Linked DNA regions of Pan troglodytes: region 2 is linked to region 1. Evidence: chromatin contacts called from public Hi-C data. All regions are on one chromosome and are shown on one strand. The core of a region is the stretch at or near the end of the contact, and the rest is flanking DNA. Distances in the headings are between cores, read along the strand shown.

The links. A called contact is a pair of places that touch in the nucleus more often than the background predicts.
Region 2: a Hi-C map of induced pluripotent stem cells shows a contact between it and region 1, with 1.6 times the contacts expected there. The contact joins the promoter of AP3M2 here to the enhancer-like site in region 1. A contact is called at or near these places in 2 of 7 Hi-C or Micro-C datasets (induced pluripotent stem cells and stem cell-derived neural progenitor cells) and 1 of 1 datasets of contacts at active chromatin or transcription factors (stem cell-derived excitatory neurons).

Annotation. Positions count from the first base shown.
Region 1 is chr7:50,012,265-50,017,900 of NHGRI_mPanTro3-v2.0_pri, forward strand. ANK1 (ankyrin 1) reads right to left here. Exons shown (of 44, transcript XM_016959397.4): 14 at 4,782-4,979; 15 at 4,106-4,204; 16 at 3,286-3,384. Among named protein-coding and RNA genes, the nearest start is that of MIR486, 53 kb to the left of the region's middle. Within about 2 kb of position 2,402, at least 10 of the 24 cell types and tissues checked have an H3K27ac peak or open chromatin away from gene starts, as enhancers often do. A contact at or near this core is called in induced pluripotent stem cells, stem cell-derived excitatory neurons and stem cell-derived neural progenitor cells, where this site is marked.
Region 2 is chr7:50,452,561-50,458,201 of NHGRI_mPanTro3-v2.0_pri, forward strand. It overlaps AP3M2 (adaptor related protein complex 3 subunit mu 2), which reads left to right and starts at 1,355. Exons shown (of 9, transcript XM_001141415.7): 1 at 1,355-2,006; 2 at 3,515-3,859. The coding sequence starts at 3,587.

The DNA.
Region 1 (5,636 bases), core at 1,152-3,651:
TCAGCAAGGTGGGCCCATAGGTGGCTTTTGTGGTGAAACGAAAAGTTGTGACTTACCCAAGGAATTGAATTAAATTGAAAAATCATTTTCTTTGAAGAATGACATGAGATAATCCTTTCTAGTATTCTTCCTTTTTAATTTGATTATGTTATGAGAAAACATTAAATTGTTCTTTGTAGGTTGTGTTCATGTAACAAGATCGGCATTTGGATTATAATAAGTTTAATTAAACAACATGATTTTTGCACTGTATTAAAAGAGAGCAAAGGAATGGGGTGCAATGCCGCAGATCCAGCCTGAGATGCAGGGTCGGCTCAAAACAGAGCTAAGCCTCCCCACGATTAGACACGGAGCACCAGTCAGCGCTGGCCCAGAGAAGATTTTCACTATGTAAATGAAAAATAAAACCCTAAGCCCCAAACAGATCCCATCTAGGCCAAAGAGATCCCAGAAAAACCTTAAAAATTGAATTCCCAGCCACGAAGGAAGGGAGGTTGGACACGCCTTGCTATACCCACTTCCTTTCGGAGTTTAGGCGCAACTGACCGGCATTCATGTTAAAAGAGATCATAAGACTAACCAAAGGGACTCTTTGTGACAAGACACCAAATTATCAACAGGACCCAAGGCCAGAGTAGGCAAGGGCTGAGTCACATGTCCCCTGGAGGTCACTCGGCCCAGGACCCTGGTGAACAGACCCTTCTCTCAACTTAATGCTTTTCTGCTGATTCCAAACTTTTAGATAAAGCTTTACTCCTTTAACCAATTGCAAATTAAAGAATCTCGGAATCTGCCTATAACCTCTGGGACTTTCTAGGTATTTTTGTCAATATATACCTTCCATGTATTGATTTATGTCTTTGCCTGTAACTCCTGCCTCTCTAAATATAAAAAACCAAACTGTAAGCCGCCTCAGACACACTTTCTCAGGACCTCTTGATACTGTGTTGCCCAGGGCCATGGTTATCACATTGGCTCAGAATAAACCTCCAAAATACTTTATGGAGTTTGGTTTTTCCATTAATAACTACATGAAAGCAATGATTATTAGGCCATCTTTTTTTTTTTTAGACAGAGTCTCTCTCGCTCTCTTGCCCAGGCTGGAGTGCAGTGGTGAGACCTTGGCTCACCGCAATCTCTGCCTCCCGGGTTCAAGCGATTCTCCTGCCTCAGCCTCCCAAGTAGCTGGGATTACAGGTGCACGCTGCCATGCCCAGCTAATTTTTGTATTTTTAGTAGAGACGGGGTTTCACCATGTTGGCCAGGATGGTCTTGAACTCCTGACCTCAAGCAATCTGCCTGTCTCGGCCTCCCAAAGTGCTGGGATTACAGGCTTGAGCCACCGTGCCCGGCCCTATTAGGCCATCTTTTAATGTACAAGGGACCATCACTTGAGCAATCTGCAGTGTGTTCATGGATGTATCCTCAGGAATCCCAGGCCACCTGGGAAGCAGCGATGTCCACACTGGCAAGGCCAGCCCCCTGTCCTGCCCAAGGGTAGGCCTGCCCTGGACATGGCTCAGGCTACCAGGTAAACCTCTGGTTAAAATTGAGATACAAGTGCCACTGTGACTCTCAGGACACGGACTGCCCCTCTGAGCTTCCCCTAAACCAGAACTAAAATGAACAAATGAACTTCTGCAGGTGACAAGGACAAGGACAACTAGGCTGGAAAGTCACGGAGAGGGGAGGGAGGAATGTGTGCCCGCAAAAGGCTCTTCTTTCCCAAGGAAATGAGCTCATCCTAAGGAATGCACACGGAGGGAGCTCTGCCCAAATGTTCAAACAACATTAGCATCAAAATTAGAAAGGGGAGGGTTTGGTTTGGGTGCAGAGAGATTTGCATGTGAAATTCTACAAAATTGCCAGACTACTTTGGAAACTATTTTTTGCCATGGAAACAAAGCCCATCTGTACAGGGTTTGTGCTTGGATTTAGTTATCTTTAAATATAATGAACCTGGCTCCCGTTCCTTTTATATAAGTAGGGGAGTGAGGAGGAGGGGAGTCCAGGTTTTTATTTTTAGAGGCAGGAGTAAGTCGACATCGCAGCAGGGCCGTGTGCTCCCTCTGCACAGCGACGTGGGACTCACTGCAGCAGGGACAGGAGGAGACAGCTGTCGGGAGCCGGCGTCTGTAGAAGAGCAATGCTGCAAGATGGGGACACGTGTCTGTCCAGGGAGGGAGAATGCGCCGAAGCCCTGCACTGGCACTGACGCTCCCTGCCTGGGCTGCGGAGGCCCTAAGCCAGCAGGTGTTGGCTGGAGTCACATGGGGTCCCACCCCGAGGCTCCTTCTCTGCGGCACTTGGATGCCTGCCACATGACGGATCTCCCATAAATTATCCTGTTTCCCATGCGCCTGGCTGCCCCATAGAGTGCAGGTACTGCGTGTGGCTTTTGTCTTCCTGGCCCCGCTCCCTCTCCTCTCCCCTTCTCCCCGCTGGCCACCAGTCCCGAGGTGCCTATCCCTACACAGCCTCGCCTTCCCAGAGCGGGCAGACTGTTCCCAAAAATGGTCCTTCCAGCTTTATCCTTGTACTACCCAACCCCGTGGGGTCTTCCAGAAGCAACCCATCTGCTCCCTCCTCTGATTCCCTCAAGGGTCACGGAACCTGCTGCTCTGAGCAGCTCGCCTCCGAAGCTGGTGTGAGGCTGGGCCAATGTGTCTCACATTCAGGTGAGCCTCCCTACAAAAATGCCACTATCTAAAAGTCTGATCTCAGAGACAAATGAATTTGGAGGTGATCATTCTCATTTTAAAGAGGTCCCTTGTTTCCAGGTTCCAGCAAGCTCGCCAGCAGCCCTGAGGATTTCTCAAAGTACGGTCGCTGTGGCCCCAGCCTCGGAACCATGCAGAGAGTAGGTTAAAAATGAGGCTTCCAGGCCGCACTGCACAGTCCCACGGAGTCAGAATCTAGCAATGCTAGAAACGGGCTCACCACTCCCCAGGGATTTTTATCCACACTGACCTCTGACAGTCAGTTTACAAAACCCAGCTGACGTGCAACTGCTTGGGGACACATTTGTTGTATAAAACAAGTTCCGCCTCTGCGAGGTAACCCCTGGCTGGGAATTGTTACCCACTTCCCATCCCACTCCTGGGCCCTGAATAGCGTGATTACAGGGCAGGTAACATGTGGGAAAGTGAGGCGTGATTTCTGAGGTAAAAATAGCAACAGAACGCAAAACCCTTGGGCTGCTGTGGAAACCCCCCTCCCTGAGGGACTGGAAGGTAGCAGGTGACCTGCTCTCCAGGGGCAGCTGGGGAGAGGGGCCGGCCTTACCCAGGCAGGGCTGTGCGGGGAGCCGCCCCGGGGAAGCAGCAGCTTGACGATGTCCAGGTTGTTGTGATGGACGGCCACGTGCAGGGGGGTCAGGCCATTCTGCAGGGGACAAAGACAAAAGAGGCCAGCTGTCACTCCCACGGACTTTCTCCCAGGACTCCCTTTAGGCATGGGAGCACCTATTTTATACAGTAAAATCCTGTTTAAAATCTTTCCCAGGCCAGTCTTAACTTGGAGTCATGACAGAATGTCATCGGCAGGACCCAGAGCCCTGTGGGAACAGGGGGGAACGTGGGCAGTGAGATCAATACACTTGCCCGGAGAAGGCCATCGGGTCTTTCCAAAAGGATAAGGCCTTTGACAGAAAGGCCAGTCTTTCCAAAGGCCATTCTCTCTCGATGGCTACCCATGGAAATATAAACAGGCCGGGTGCGGTGGCTCGCACCTGTAATCCCAGAGCTATGGGAGGCTGAAGAGGGAAGATCACCTGAGCCCAGAGTTCGAGACCAGCCTGGGCAACATAGTGAGACCCTGTCTCTATAATTGTTTTTTTAAGTTAGCCGGGCACGGTGGCAACTGCTTGTAGTCCCAGCTACTCAGGAGACTGACACTCGAGGATGGCTTGAGCCCAGGAGTCAAAATTGTAGTGAGTTGTGATGGCACCACTGCACTCCAGCCTGGGCAACAGAGCGAGACCCTGTGTCAAAGAAAAAAAAGATGGACAACACAGGCAAAAGATGGAATCTGCAAGTGCTGATGTCCATCCTCTGTCCTTGCCTCTAACCTGAGAGCTGCAGGGGAGGGCGGGGTTCAAACTCACTTTTCCGGCAGCATTCGGGTGTGCGTCCCGCTCCAGCAGCAGCTCTGCCACCCGCACCTTCCCGTACTTGGCTGCCACGTGCAGAGGGGTAAATCCTTTCTGAGGAGAAACAGGCTGTCAGGACCTTGGGGCCCCAGGGCTGTCCTCCCTGGAGAAAGGGCCCACGGCAAAGGAGGCTGCACCTCCGCTGGCATGGAGAGGCCAATGAAAGCAAAGGCACAGCCATTTTTGAGCCCTCTGGGAGGCCGAAGACCTCAGGACTTGGCAGGCATCCCTGCACTTACAGTCCACACTCCTCTGGCAAGAGGGTCTCAACCACCTCACAGTGGTAGTTGATTGCTGGCTAGCTGAGGGCAGGGTATGAGTCTTAATCCTTCTCATATCCCCAGAACCTGTTTGTGACTTGGCCAAAGCAGGTTTCAACTAATAATTGTGCCATGATAAATGTATGAAGGCTGGCTGGGTGTGTGAGAAGCTGTGGTGGACTTCCTGTTTTGGGGAAGGATGGAGACACATTGGCTTGCAGGTGGTGGCCAGCCCTGAGTGTGACGACCCTTCCAGCTGCTTGCAGCATCATTGAGGTGACAAAGAGAACCAGGCAGGAATTCCCCTCCGAGCTCCAGGCCTGGCTGAGTGAGCCTGTTGCTTCCTTAGACCACGAGGCGGGAGGCTGTACCTTGGTCATGCAGGCCTGGGATGCTTCCTTTTCCAGAAGGGCCAGGACTGTTTCCACGTGGCCCTCACGGGCTGCAATGTGCAGGGGGGTGTGCCCGGCGGTGGTGGCCAGGTTGGGGTTGGCGTTATTTTCCAGCAGGAGCTTCACCATGTTTGTGTGGCCGATGCGAGCTGCACAGTGAAGTGGGGTCTGGTCATCCTGGACCCCGAAGGGAAAACAAAGAAGAAGAAACGCTGATGTTACCAAATCCAACTTTTCATCTTACAGAGAAGCAAGGCAGGGCCCAGAGAGGGCAAGTGACCTTCTCAAGGTCACACAGCTAAGAAGATGAAGAGTCAGGATTCGAATCAAGTCTCTGAGTTACAGGAACCAACATGCTGTATCCTATTGAATCCTTACAACAGTTCTTCAAGTGAGCTGTTATTTCTACCTTATTTCTCAAAGGCCCAGCCCTCCCATCTGTAAAATGGGAATAATAACGTCTACTTGCTAGGGCTCAGCTGGGATCAAGCGGATAATGTACATGGTTTCTGCGTTTGGTGCATAAAAGGCACTCAATGTAGTGTGGCTGCTCATCCGTCTCCCACATCCTTCCTGAGTGGATGCGCTTGTCTTTCTGCTTGAACTCTAGTTTGATTTTCTCTGTGCTGGGGTCAGGGGAGTCTCAACTGCTGACAGAGAATGAGGACTTTTCCACCCACACCCCCCCACTTCCTGTTTCTGAATGCTGCTGTCGGGCTGCCTGGGCCAGGTCTCATGGGGCCCAGCTGGAGGCTTCCCTCGAGGGCACCAAACACAAATCACAGGCCTGACTCTAAGGAGAACCCATCGTGGCCTGTGGTTAGGAAGCCTGCT
Region 2 (5,641 bases), core at 105-2,604, 440 kb after region 1:
TGAACTCCTGACGTCAAGCGATCCGCCCACCTCAGCCTCCCAAAGTGTTGGGATTACAGGCGTAAGCCACCGCGCCCAGCTCCAAGAGATTTTTGTCTTTTGTTTACTGGTGTTATGTATCCAAGCACTGGAACAGTGCCTGGCGCATGGTAGGGCTCACTAAATATTTATGGAATGGTACTTACAAATTATAAAACACAGTGTATGGCACACAGTGTTTTATAAATATTAACATTTCCAAGGTTCACAACCACTAGGCTCCTACTTACCTTTCCAGCCTGATCTCCCTGTGCTCTTCCTACCATTCCAGCTCAGCTATACTTAACTTGCTCATCTGCAGAGCCTTCCTTATGTACTTTTTTCTCTGTCCATCTATCCCTGCATTTGAGGGATCCATTCTCATTTTCAGGTTTCAAGGTAGAGGGTCTTCCCTGACTCTAGGTCAGCCATCTCTACAGCACTCCTCCCACCCCCTATGCGTTCCTTATTCATCACACTACATTGCAATCCCTTGCTTCTCATTTGTCTTCCCTGCTGGGCCCTGTAACCACAGGGACAATGCCTGTGACAGCAGTCATTGCAGCATCTCCAGCATCCAGCACAGGTCGATACGTGGGGGTTTTCGGCAAATGTTAATTCAGTGAATGAATGAGAAATTCTCACGGCAGCGACTGCATTTCTGCACCTTCGACACACATTATCACGTGTTATTGTATCTTGTGCTGTTCCTTAGGGCATAACAATTGCTAGCATTTTCTAACTCAATCCTCACAACTCTAGGAGGGAGGTACTATTCACGTTCTTATTTGAGAAGTGAGGAACTTGAAGTTTAGAGGAGTTACAGTTCTTTCTCACGGTCACTCAGGTTGTAAGTGTTGGAGCGGGTTCAAGCCAAGTCCTCTGGCACCAGCGTCCCTAAGCCCACCCAGAGTCATACCATTCTGCCATTTTGTTTCTGGCTTTTCTCCTTAGTTCAAAGTCAGCCAACTACCTGCCCTTAGCAAGCGTGGAGAGAACCCCCCGCACCACCTCAGCAAAGGGCTTGTGTGTGGAGGAGCTGCCACCCACGCTCCATTTCACCAAAGTGAAAACTAATGCTAGGGAGGGCGAACCCCTCATCGGCGAGGTCGCCACTGTCACCAGCGCCCACTGCTGGGTCCAAGGCTGGCGACGCCTCACCGCATCTGGGCCTGACTTCCTGCGTCACTGGGGCGACCCCTGGTCCTGACTTCCACTCCACGCCTTCGTGGATCAGGACGACTGGGACCACTCAAAAGCGTATCCAAGTCCTGAGGTCTCCAAAGCGGTGGAGAGACCCGCCCAGCCCCTCACTCCCCGGCTGGGAACTGAGATTGTGGAGCGTGGGCGCCCTGCCGCGGCCCAGTGGGGCTGGGGGCTTCCAGAGTCGGGGTCCAGGGCTCGGTGTCCGAGGCTCCACCGCCAGCCGCGCCGACCTGACCCACGGCCGGGTACAACAGAGAAGGCGGCGCTTCCCAAAGGCACCGATGGGGTGGAGGGTAGCCGCCGCCCTCAGGATTTATCAACCGCGAGGCGCTGTCAGCAACTCGTGCCCGGAAGCCACCCCGCCCCGGCACACACATACTCCAGCGCCCCCTCCAGGCGCACTCCGCAAACACGCGAGCGCGGCGGCCGCCCCAGCCCTTTGTGACTGGATGAGTGGGGCCGAGCAGCACGCACTGTCTTCGACCTCCAATCAGGACTCGGGGTCTCGGAGCTGCACCAATCGGAGATGACCGTGGCCTCAACAGGGCCAAAGGGGGACTCGAGCCCGACAACAGGGCAAGCCGCCAACAGCGATCAACCAGAGGGGAGGAGCGGCTCCCAGATGCCCAATCAGCGGCCTTCAGGCGCAGATCGTGGGCGGAGCGGTAGCCGACCCGCGGGCCGGCCAATCAGCGGGCGAGCGGCTGCCTCAGCGCGCGCGGTGGGCGGGGCGGGGCCTGTCCGCGCCTAGGAGCAGTGGGCGCTGCGAGCAGCGAGGCCAGGTGAGGAGTAGGGACGACCCCGAGCCTGGAGCCGGGGCAGGAGCGGGGGCGCGCGAGGGTCGGGGCGGGGTCTCAGGATGCAGCCGGGCGGCCTCTCAAGGCTGCGGACGCGGCGGGGAGAGGTGAGGGGCCGGGTTCAGGGTTCGGGGAGGGGGTCCTTCCCGGCGCCGCGGCTGCGGGCGGAGGGGACACTGTTGCCATGGCAGCGCACGTGCGCGGCCCGGCGCCCCTGCGCTCTTCACCCCGGAACGCGCGTGCCCCTTCAGCCAGGCCACTGCCCGCCTGCGCCCCGCGGCCTCCGTCGCCGCCGGCTCTGGGCCGGGGCCTGCGCAGGGACCGCCCGCCTAGGCCGCTGCCTCTCCCTCGCACCCCGGGCTGCCTGGCTGTCTCTCCCTCCTGCTGTCTCGTCCGGGCGGCTCTGGGCACCGCAGGCCTCTGCGTTTTGACCACCCGCGCCGTTTCGCGGAATGGCCACATCCTGGCGACTGGCACCAGAGAGATGCAACCGTCTGAGGGCCTTGGGGTGTCTGTCCCCCAGGGAAATTTTTTTTTTTTTTTTTTTGGAGGTGGTGGAGGGGGGCGGGGTTCTCGCTCTGTTGCCCGGGCTGGTCTCGAACTCGTGAGCTCCAGCGGTCTGCCCGCGGAGGCCTCCCTAAGTACTGGGATCACAGGCGGGAGCCCCAAGGGATCTTTTTAAATGTCTTACTGCATTAGCAAGTGCCTAAGGAGTGCTCAGAGAATAGCTCTGATTGGATGAATAAAGACCCCCAAGGGCAGCTTTCCATTCCTCCCACCAATTCTGGTGGGCAGAAATAGAAAGCAAACCACATATATAATTGTACATGTTCTGGTAACCACTTTAAAATAATAAAACAGGTTAAATTAATTTTAATATATTTGATTTAACCCAGGATATCCAAAATGTTATTACAACATATAATCAATATTAAATTATTGGTAAGATATTTGAAATTTTTTTTTTCATGCAAAGCCTTTCAGATTTGTCGTGTGTCTTACACTTAACAGCACACCTCAGTTCGCACCAGCCACCTTTCAAGTGCTCGCTGGTCCCATAGTGGCTATCGTATTAAGCTGCACATTTCTTGTGTATGTGTGAGCTGTTGCCAAAACATGACATCAAATTCAGTGTTCTTCGAAGCCCTCTTCAAAGAACACTGATTGTGTTGCAGTCAGGCAACGCAAAACATGAGGCACGGCCCTTTTCTTCAAGGAGTTTGCAGTTCGGTTGAGAAAATAGACACCCACAGATAAGTAGCATTTTAAATGGATGCAATTTGGGCGATAGTAAAGATAACTGGGAGTATATGATTGACAGTCAAATGACTGATCATTATCCTTTCGAATTCAAGGGAGGGCTATCTTCAGGCTCATGCAGGAGGGGAAGATTGGGCCTGGTCTTGAAAGATGGGTAAGTCTTGGACTGTTGGGAAAAGATGGGGAGGGCCTTTTCGTTGAATGGAACTGAATATCGCTGCTTTTGTTTTTAGAGTTGAAAATTTACAGAGTCCTGAGGCTTTCAGACTGAAAAAGGCTTTCTTCTGTCACTGACAATCGTCACCATGATCCATAGTCTTTTCTTGATCAACTCCTCTGGAGACATTTTCCTGGAGAAACATTGGAAAAGTGTGGTCAGCCGTTCTGTTTGTGATTACTTTTTTGAGGCGCAAGAGAGAGCTACTGAGGCAGAAAATGTGCCTCCGGTTATCCCTACCCCTCACCACTATCTCTTAAGTGTTTACCGCCACAAGATCTTTTTTGTGGCCGTGATCCAGACGGAGGTCCCCCCTCTGTTTGTCATTGAGTTTCTTCACCGAGTGGTGGACACATTTCAGGTTTGTGAATGTGGGAAAGTTCATATATGTAAACCGTAAAGTGTCTTTGTAGTCCTGTTTCCATTGTGTAAAGCCTCCATTAAGAAACAAAAAAAAAAAATCAAAACTCTGGTATTACTCACTTCCTCTCCCATCTGATAAGATTCTGGTTTCTATTTATTGAATTGGCTGCATACAAAATGACAAATGGAATACTTTTGAACCTCTTGCGTGGGAAAGTCATCCTATTTGCGATGACTATGTATAGTCTTTCTAGCTCTGATTCTACTTTTTGCTCACAAATTAGAGTTTAGATTGTTTTTGCCTGGTGGTCTTGATCCTAACCATTGTTATCTGCATTGCTTTGAGTTGCATCAGAAAGTGATTGTATAAAGTTTTAGAAAAGAAAAAGTAGAAAAAGCTAAGGAATGCTTAATTTAACTCTCCCAGTCAGGGGTAATTCATGAACCTGTACTAGTTCTCAGGTTCGAGGTGGTTCTTTATAGTGAGAGAGTGGTACTGATGAGCTCTGCTTGCAAAGATGAGATTGGGAAATCTCATGTGCCTGTAAGAATTTAAGTGAGCCATTTTATGAGGCAGTTTTCATTTTAAGCTTTTTCTTCAGGAATAGATGTTAAGAACTTAGGGGGTGATGTCCAAGGGAGGTCAGTGATACCAGGACACGACACCACTTGCAGCACAGGAGTTCAGACAGCACCGGCCCTGGATTCACACAGAGGAACTTTCTCCCAAAAGAACCAATCAACTTCTAACTGTTGTGGTTATTTGCATAACTCAAATGAGAAGCGAGGGCCTTTTGGTTTAACTTCTGTGTCATATGAGGTCTGGAATGAGTCATATGAACACTGGAATTGTGGAATTGGAGAAGAGAATGAGGACCCACACACTATGATAAAAGTTAAAAAGCAAGTCAAAGAGTTCCTTCTCTTGTACTCATATCTGCACCACGTCTAGAACAACTTCCCTTCCCAAGAGAATTAAAATACATTTTTTGTTTTTCCCTGCAATACTCTGTAGTACTACTGTTCTGGAATTTCAGTTCTCATGCAACATACCGGCCCCTTTGCACAGTGAAAACGTAAGTATGATAAGTCCCAGTATGTGGAAGAACTAGAAGAACCCAGGAGTTGTGATCCTAAACAACTTTTAACTGGGCCTTGTTATGATTTCCACATGTGATACTTTACTCATTCTGAGATTAACAGTCGCACTGGTGAAACTGACAGCTGCTATATGGCCATACTAATGTAACTTATTACAAGACAGGAAGTGAGAAGAGTTGTTTGATCTAGTTGAAACCACGGGGGAATTTGGGAAAGCAGAGTAAATTTGCTAATTTGGAAGTCTGAGACTTCAGAGCTTGTTATTCTTGAAGCAGTTGTTAAAAGTCAGTGGACATCCTGATTCTCAGGTCTCCGATGTGCATCCTCTCCGGCAGCATGATTTTTCCAGGACCAGAATGTGACAGGAGCGGCCCCGCAATAGAATTGCAGGCTCACAGGCCGGCTGCAGCACTTGGCTGTATTGCGAGGCTCCTTTCCAGCTGCTTAGTTCACATGATGCCTGGTTTATAAAACCTAGTGAAGTGTTTTATTTTTTAAAAATAAATCACTTTTGGGAAGGTAATGTGTGACTTTTTCTTCTTTTAAATTATCATTCAAAATGAGAATTTTCCTCTTAAAGAGGAAATCTTTTTTGTTTTAGGAATACATTCCTGACTCTTAGGTGACCCGGGTATTGGAATCTTGTGGATAATTGACGTTATCTAATGTAATTTAGACT